Linked DNA regions of Sus scrofa: region 1 is linked to region 2. A link is a contact called in public Hi-C data. All regions are on one chromosome and are shown on one strand. The core of a region is the stretch at or near the end of the contact, and the rest is flanking DNA. Distances in the headings are between cores, read along the strand shown. Region 1 overlaps MIPOL1 (mirror-image polydactyly gene 1 protein). Region 2 holds the start of FOXA1 (hepatocyte nuclear factor 3-alpha).

Region 1 (3,581 bases), core at 723-3,222, 100 kb before region 2:
AAAAATACTAATTTAAGAACACACATATTCTGTGCCATCTTTCCAAACTTTGATATACTGATGTTAACAATGTACAAAATAAAACTCCTTTTACTCAGCCATTAAAAGGAAAGAAATAATGGCATTTGCAGCAACATGGATGGACCTAAAAATTATCATGCTAAGTGAAGTCAGTCAGACACTGAGACAGCAACATCAAATGCTATCACTTACATGTGGAATCTAAAAAAAAAAGGACACAATGATCTTCTTTGTAGAGCAGATACTGATTCATAGACTTCAAAAAACTTATGGTTTCCAAATGAGACAGGTTGGTTGGTGGGGGGATGCACTGAGGGTTTGAGATGGTAATGCTATAAAATTTGGTTGTGATGATCACTGTACAACTATAAATGTAATAAAATTCATTGAGTAATAAAAATTGCCAAAAAAATTAAAAAATAAAGTTGGAGTATGGTACTTTGCTTTCTCAAAGCACCATATTATTAAGTAACTCTTAGAAAGGAATTTAGGAAAAATTCAAGAACCTTGCCTTCAATAGCAGTTGGGCCATCAGTAATATCTTAAAAATTAACTTCATATGTCATTGATAGTGGGAGGCTATTTCTCTTCTGTACACTAGCTGTGTCAGGCAAAAAAATGTATAAACATTCCTTTCAGACCACCACAAAGTAAAATAAACCAGATCATCCCAAAATTATGAAATCCAATGTTTCCACCTCAAATCTGGCACATTTGTAATATTTTCCCTTTCTGAAAACTTTAAACTTTAAACTTTTACCCTTTTTTCTTTATTTTCAATTTTAACCCTTTTGATGTAGGATGCATCTTGAAGGGTCATTAATTCAGTGCAATGCTTTGAGTTTCCAGGTCTTACTTGATATTTAGGAAGATAATTTGTGGCTTTCTACAGTTAGGCTATTAATAGTCATACTCCATAAGTCAGTATTTAGAGTAAATTTAGTGTTAAACTTTTAGACCAGTATGCATGCCAGAATAAAAAAGAAATGCGTTAACTTCCTTAAAATCTGTAAAAACTAAATAAGTGAGAATTTTTTAAAAAATCAGCCTTATTTTTAGAAGGAGTTTAAGCAATTATCAAGTATTCTAATAAGATTTGTCTGAAGAGATTTATTCCAGATTAAAAAAAAAAAAAAGCGGTCGCTTTTTATTGTGCCCAGCCAGGAGTTAGCATATGAAACAAAGGGGCCTAAAAATTCAGAAACTAAAAAAGATCAAGATGTATAACCTAATCTTTATTGTGTTGAATAGAAAGCAAAAATCCATATATCCTCTGATTTTTACAGAAGCAACAGAAACTTTGCTTATGACAGCAGCTGTATAATGGGTTTTGAATAAGGCTGGTGTAGTGTTTAGTACAGTGGAGGGGCTGGGTTGTTTTATCCTTTAAGTTGGCATTTTACCAAGGAGAGAAGTTTGGTGGTTTGTTTTTCCCTTTTATGTTTAAGTTATGGAATACTGATTAAAATGAGCATTGTTTTCATATTCTCATTTTGTATTTTTCTGAGCAAGCCACTCAGGAAAATGAAATCTTGATGCTTTTACACCTACACACTATATTGCTGAGCAAATTATTTATGGAAGGGAAGGCAAGATAAAGTTGCTTTTAAGAGTCTTTTAACATATCAGTTTGATAACTAGCAAAACACCTCTACTGCCATTAAATATTTACCAAGACTTGGCTTTGGGCAGGGGGGCAGTTTGGCGCAACAAATTTGACTCTGTGCAATGCCATTGATTAGCTATCAGAAGGACATAGTTAATAAATAACTTTGGGTATTACAGAGCACTCTACATTCTTGTCAAATATTTTCTCTGAAGATGACCTAAAAAAAGTCAGTTAACAACCAGCATTCACCCAGCAATGATTGCACAAGCACAACTCTGAACGAAATAAAGGCCAGGCAGATCAGTTGAGCAGTAAGTACTTAGGCAATCTTTCCTAGTGACTGTTGTCATTGCTGCTGGACTTTAGAACTGAACATGTTTACATTTAATTAGAAAGGACACACAGTTTACAGCACAGTAGCTATCAATATCGGATCAGAATTGATTTCCGCTTTCTCCCCAGTGATTGCTTCCTTCGAGCTAATTAAAAAAGGCATATAACCAAAATGACTCACATAAATTTTAAAGCAAAGTAAACAGTATTTCCTGGAGACCAAAACAAAAGTAAATGACATTCATTCTGATTATTAGCTATGTTTTTTGAAAGAATTCTGATGCCTGTAAATGTGATATAAGGCATGTTTTAGTGTTATCAGACTGCTGATAAACCAAGTATTCCCTTCTGAAGAAACCTGAATGAATGCCTTACTGAGTTCTTTAGCTCTCAAAGAAACAATAACCTTACTTTTATCTTTATAATCCCTAAAACATGTAGATAAAGCAGTCTGTAGCTTGGGCTGAATTTATTCACGTCTTCAATTTTCACATTATACAGAGAAACTGCTTAAAAATATAACAAAATATTTAACCAATTTATTTCCTTTTAAATAAGATTTATAGAGCACATGTATAATTGGCTTAAATTAGGAATCATTCTGATGTGTGAATAACATTTTTCTATAATTACTATAGCCCAAATCATCAATAAAATTATGATAAAAGATAATTTCTTATAACTCTCCACTATAAAGAAACCTGCTTTAATTTCCACAAACTGACATTTGTTGGTGAATACACTGACTTATGGTAAAAAGAATTTTAAAATCAGAAATAAAGGAAATAGGAGAGATGTAGAGGTTGCCCCAGGAGAATTATGTTACATACAGCTGTCCTCCTTCCTTAGGTATGCATCTTCCATGCAGTCCCACCTTTAGAGTGAAGGCCATGAAGAGGTAAGGAAATATGGAATGATTCAGATTAGAGGCAGGGCTTAAGAAACAGTAATTAATCAACTGACAAATATTAATTCTTCCAGGCGCTAAAGGTAAAGTAGGGGCAAAACCTCTATATAATCAGATGTTTTTATCTGTTTTAATTACTGTTGTGTCCCAAGCATTTAACGTGTACTTGATGCTGTATATGATTAGTTGCTCAATAAATATTTATTGAATGAATGACTCCTTTCAAAGATTATTTCACTGTAAGCAAATGTTCACTCTGCCACCAGAGGGGCGTCCTGTAGCACTTGTTTCTAGTATTCGGGGGAAACTGCTGAAATCCACAATGGTGCCATAGTAATGAGAGTCAATTTAAAATTCCCCTCCAGAAGAGAGTAATTCATTAGAGTTATTTTTGCTTACATTTCCTTCTTTCACTTCCTTTTCAAATCTTAGGCTTTTTATTACTCTTTGTGTCCACAAAGCAACCAACCTGAAAGTCACATCAGTTAACTACATATCCAGTACTACATATCCATAACTTATATTCTGCAGGGTACATACCAATCACAGAGATTCTAGTCAGCCATCAAAACATTAAAAAAAAAATTAAGAACCACGTGAAGCAGGCCTATGGAACCAGTAATTAATCAGTTCCACAAATATTATTAAGTTCTTTTCTGGGCACTAGAGATCAAATGGTGAAAAAAAATTGCTTAACATCTATCCAGTTGA
Region 2 (3,367 bases), core at 578-3,077:
ATGACTTTACAGCCATTCATAAACTTGCACTAATTTCATTCTCTATTTCCAGGTCCCTAATTTTTAAAAAATTTAATGATGCAATTTGTAGAAATAATCGTCTATTTTTTCACTGATACTTTGCCACTGATCCCCTAAAAATCTGGCTTTTGAAACTATATGAATAGTTTCAAATATTTTAAAAATCCAAAATCAAAGTCCATTTACTTTCTCTTAATGTTACTCTACTTACTAATTCTCAGCTTTAATCTGTAAGGAAGCTCTTTCCATAGAGAATTTAATTGATTAGTGAGTGCAGATGACTGTATCTGAATTAACGCTGAGGAAGAGTTCTGAGCTCCTTCTTAAATCATCAGTTGGAGAAAACCCTTATCAATAGCAATTTGAGAATGCACTATATATGTTATAAAATATAGAGCACAGAAATATAAAAACTACTTCTCTGATAACTTAATAGAAATAATGATATCCTTACTTTTATTTTCATCAGAAAACATAATTCTATTCGAAAACGTAAAAGGTGAACAAACAAATTTAAGTAGGCATACATTCTGCTATGGCATGCAAATAAACTCAAGGTAAATTTGTGAATATATATATATATACACACAAATCTAAATAAGTCAGTTACTAGGAAAATATTTCCTGATTTTATAATTTTCTGGCCATGTCTTAAAGTATTTTTTACTTTTCCTAAAGATTATCCAAATCATTTTTAATAAACGTTTTCAATAATGGTAAACTTTTTCGGGGGTAACCGCCAGCTATTTCCAGAGAAATACTTTTAGTAGGTGGTGGTCCTGCCTGTACCTGATTTTCTTCGCAATCCCTTTGTGCACATTGTAAAATAAACCACATGAACGTGCCACCAAGGGGACAATGAAGAGAAACAGGTTCTCCGCCCGCCCGGAGTGCTGGAGGAAAAGTCAGCTCGCACCAGCGCCACCCAGCGGTTCTAGAGAAGAACGAGCATACTTCTCCCCAAACAGGGCTTTTGAAGAAGTTTTACAAAATTTCTGAATCATTTCATTATTAAGACGCTCAACTTAGCAGGTGCGCGCTTTCACCAGAAGACAACTGAGAATTCAACTGCGGGACAAAGGATGTTGGGCGGGCGAACTCCGGCGTTTTCAGAGTTTTGCCTCCAACTCATGCCGGCGCCGGCCCGCCAACCCGCGACACCCCGGGCCAGGCTCCGGCTCCCGTTCTCAGCAAGGAGGAGGCAAGTGCTTCCCAAAGCGAGTGCTTTCAGAGCCAGAGTTTCTTCAAACCATCTCGCTCGATCTAGGCGCCGGGATCCAGCTTCCCCGGCGGGGCTGCGGATCTGGATCCCCGGCTCGGCCAAGGCCCGGTCGGGGCCAAACCCGGTGGGCAAGCAGCGGTGGCACGCAAAAGGCGCCTCAAGTCCGCCAGCCGCCCGCCCTTCCGGGCGCTCGCCTCGCCAGGCTTCCTCCGGCACGGGGCCCGAAAACGTCCCGCCTGCTGCCCGCGTCTCACCTCCTGTGTGTCCGCGTAGTAGCTGTTCCAGTCGCTGCTCTCATGCCCTTCCATCTTCACAGTCCCTAACATCCTGGAGCCACCCTGCTCGATGCAACCATCCAGCCCTGTGCAAAGCGACGGGCAGCCGCGCGGCGCAGGGCTGGGGGCGGGGAGCCGAGCAGCGGCAATCACCCGAGCGCCCGCGCCGGCCCAACGCCACCCTAGCAAGGAGGAAGCCAGGCGCTGCGGGGCGCGGCGTGCGCGGCGGCGCGGCGGGCGGGGGCAGGTGGCGGCCGCGGAGCGCGGCGCCCGGGAGCGCCTCCGCGGGAAGTGAGCGGGCGGCCTCTGCGAGATGAGTGCAGTTGAGCTGATGTGGATCTTACGTCGCTCGAGTGCCCACCTCCTCGTCCTCTCCCCATTTGTCCGCCGCACAAAGACGCTCGCACCTACAAAGCCTGAGGTGCACCTGCGAGGCGGCCGCCCGCCAGTCCAGCAGCCCGCGCCTCCCGCCCAGCCGCGCCGCCGCCGCGCGCGCCCCTGCGCCCCCTCCCATCGAGCCCCCTCCCCCAAACCCGGCCCTCACTTTGTTTGCCAAGCAGTGTAATTGGTTTAGGCCCGGAGGCTGGGGGAAGAGGAAAATGGGGTGGTGGTGGGGGTGTAACCCCCTTTGGAAGAGGAAAAAAGAAAAATAGGCGGGGCCGGGCGGGCTAGCAAGGGTTGTGGATGGGAACCGCGCAGCCGAAGAAGAGCTGGGGGCGGTGGCGTTGAAGCGGGGGCTCGAAGGATAGTGTCTGCTACCCGACCCCAGGGTCTTCCGAGGAGGACTCGGGGCCCTCTAGAGGCCCGTGATGCGGCCCCGTCCCGCGCCCTTCCTGCCTCTTGTTCTTCTGCTGGCTTCCAGCCCCCGCCCTTCTGATTCCTGACCTAAAGTTCAACCCCGGGAGCCTGGAGAATACAGACTCCCCTCCCTCCCCGCCCCTGCCCTGTACTTCAGGCTTGAAAAAGGAAAAAGCCCCACTTTTGCCCCGTCACTAGAAACTCGGCCATCTGAGTCAGCCGAGCCAAGTGACGTTAGGCCGATCCGGGCTCCTGGCTAGCAGAGTGGAGACGCTGCCACGAAACCCGTACCTGCGGCTAAGAGCAGGTGAGTCACAGCACCGTTTTATATCTTTATGACATAACTTTTTTTTCCGCCTCAGTCCGCTCTACTCCCCCTTGTCATCTGTAGCGATCATAAAGAGGAAGAAACTGAGAACAGATGTCTGTGTGATAGGGCAGGCGGACCCGAGTCGGGCCGTCCTCTCTAAGCCCAGCTCCTCCTCCCGCCCCCCTTCCGCAGCCTCGGGGACTGAGCTGGAGGCGACCGTCAGGTTTCTGATAGGGAAAGGTCAGGGGGAGGAGACATCTCCCTAAATACGTGCTGGGAGAGCCTGGGCTCGGGAGCGGGAGTGCATTTGCTCGGCTAGAGAGGTGCCACGCTGAGGCCAGCGGTGGTGACTACGGTGCCTCGTCCTATCTCTGTTATGGAGTGGCTGGGCTAGGACCCCGGTGCCCGCTTGGTTTCTAATCAGTCCTGGACATCGGTGGGAAGTGCTCCCACAGGCAAAACCTCTTGGCTCCTACGAGGCTCTGGGTGGTGGTTTGCTCATAATTCCTGAGGAGGACCGACTAAAAAGTGACTGGATGATAGGCACTGAGTTGGTGAGAGATTGTGAGATGATGTGTGTGTGGTTTCTGAGTGTGTGTGTGAGAGAGAGAGAGAGAGACAGAGACAGAGAGAAAGAGAGCAAGAGAGAGAGTTTGTATGTGTTGTACTTTCTGACAACCACTGGGTTTCTTTAAGTAGCAGTAGAACAAAATCTTTCTAAAAGGACTAAGAATCTGCAAG

The links. A called contact is a pair of places that touch in the nucleus more often than the background predicts.
Region 1: a contact with region 2 is called in a Hi-C map of fetal liver, with 2.9 times the contacts expected there. The contact joins the enhancer-like site here to the promoter of FOXA1 in region 2. A contact is called at or near these places in 1 of 5 promoter capture datasets (liver) and 5 of 47 Hi-C or Micro-C datasets (fetal liver, liver and skeletal muscle).

What each region holds. Positions count from the first base shown.
Region 1 is chr7:62,571,947-62,575,527 of Sscrofa11.1, reverse strand. All of the region lies in intron 10 of MIPOL1 (mirror-image polydactyly gene 1 protein), which reads left to right. Among named protein-coding and RNA genes, the nearest start is that of FOXA1, 100 kb to the right of the region's middle. Within about 2 kb of position 1,972, at least 4 of the 83 cell types and tissues checked have an H3K27ac peak or open chromatin away from gene starts, as enhancers often do. A contact at or near this core is called in fetal liver, where this site is marked.
Region 2 is chr7:62,469,693-62,473,059 of Sscrofa11.1, reverse strand. It overlaps FOXA1 (hepatocyte nuclear factor 3-alpha), which reads right to left and starts at 1,827. Exons shown (of 2, transcript XM_001929276.4): 1 at 1,498-1,827. The coding sequence starts at 1,569.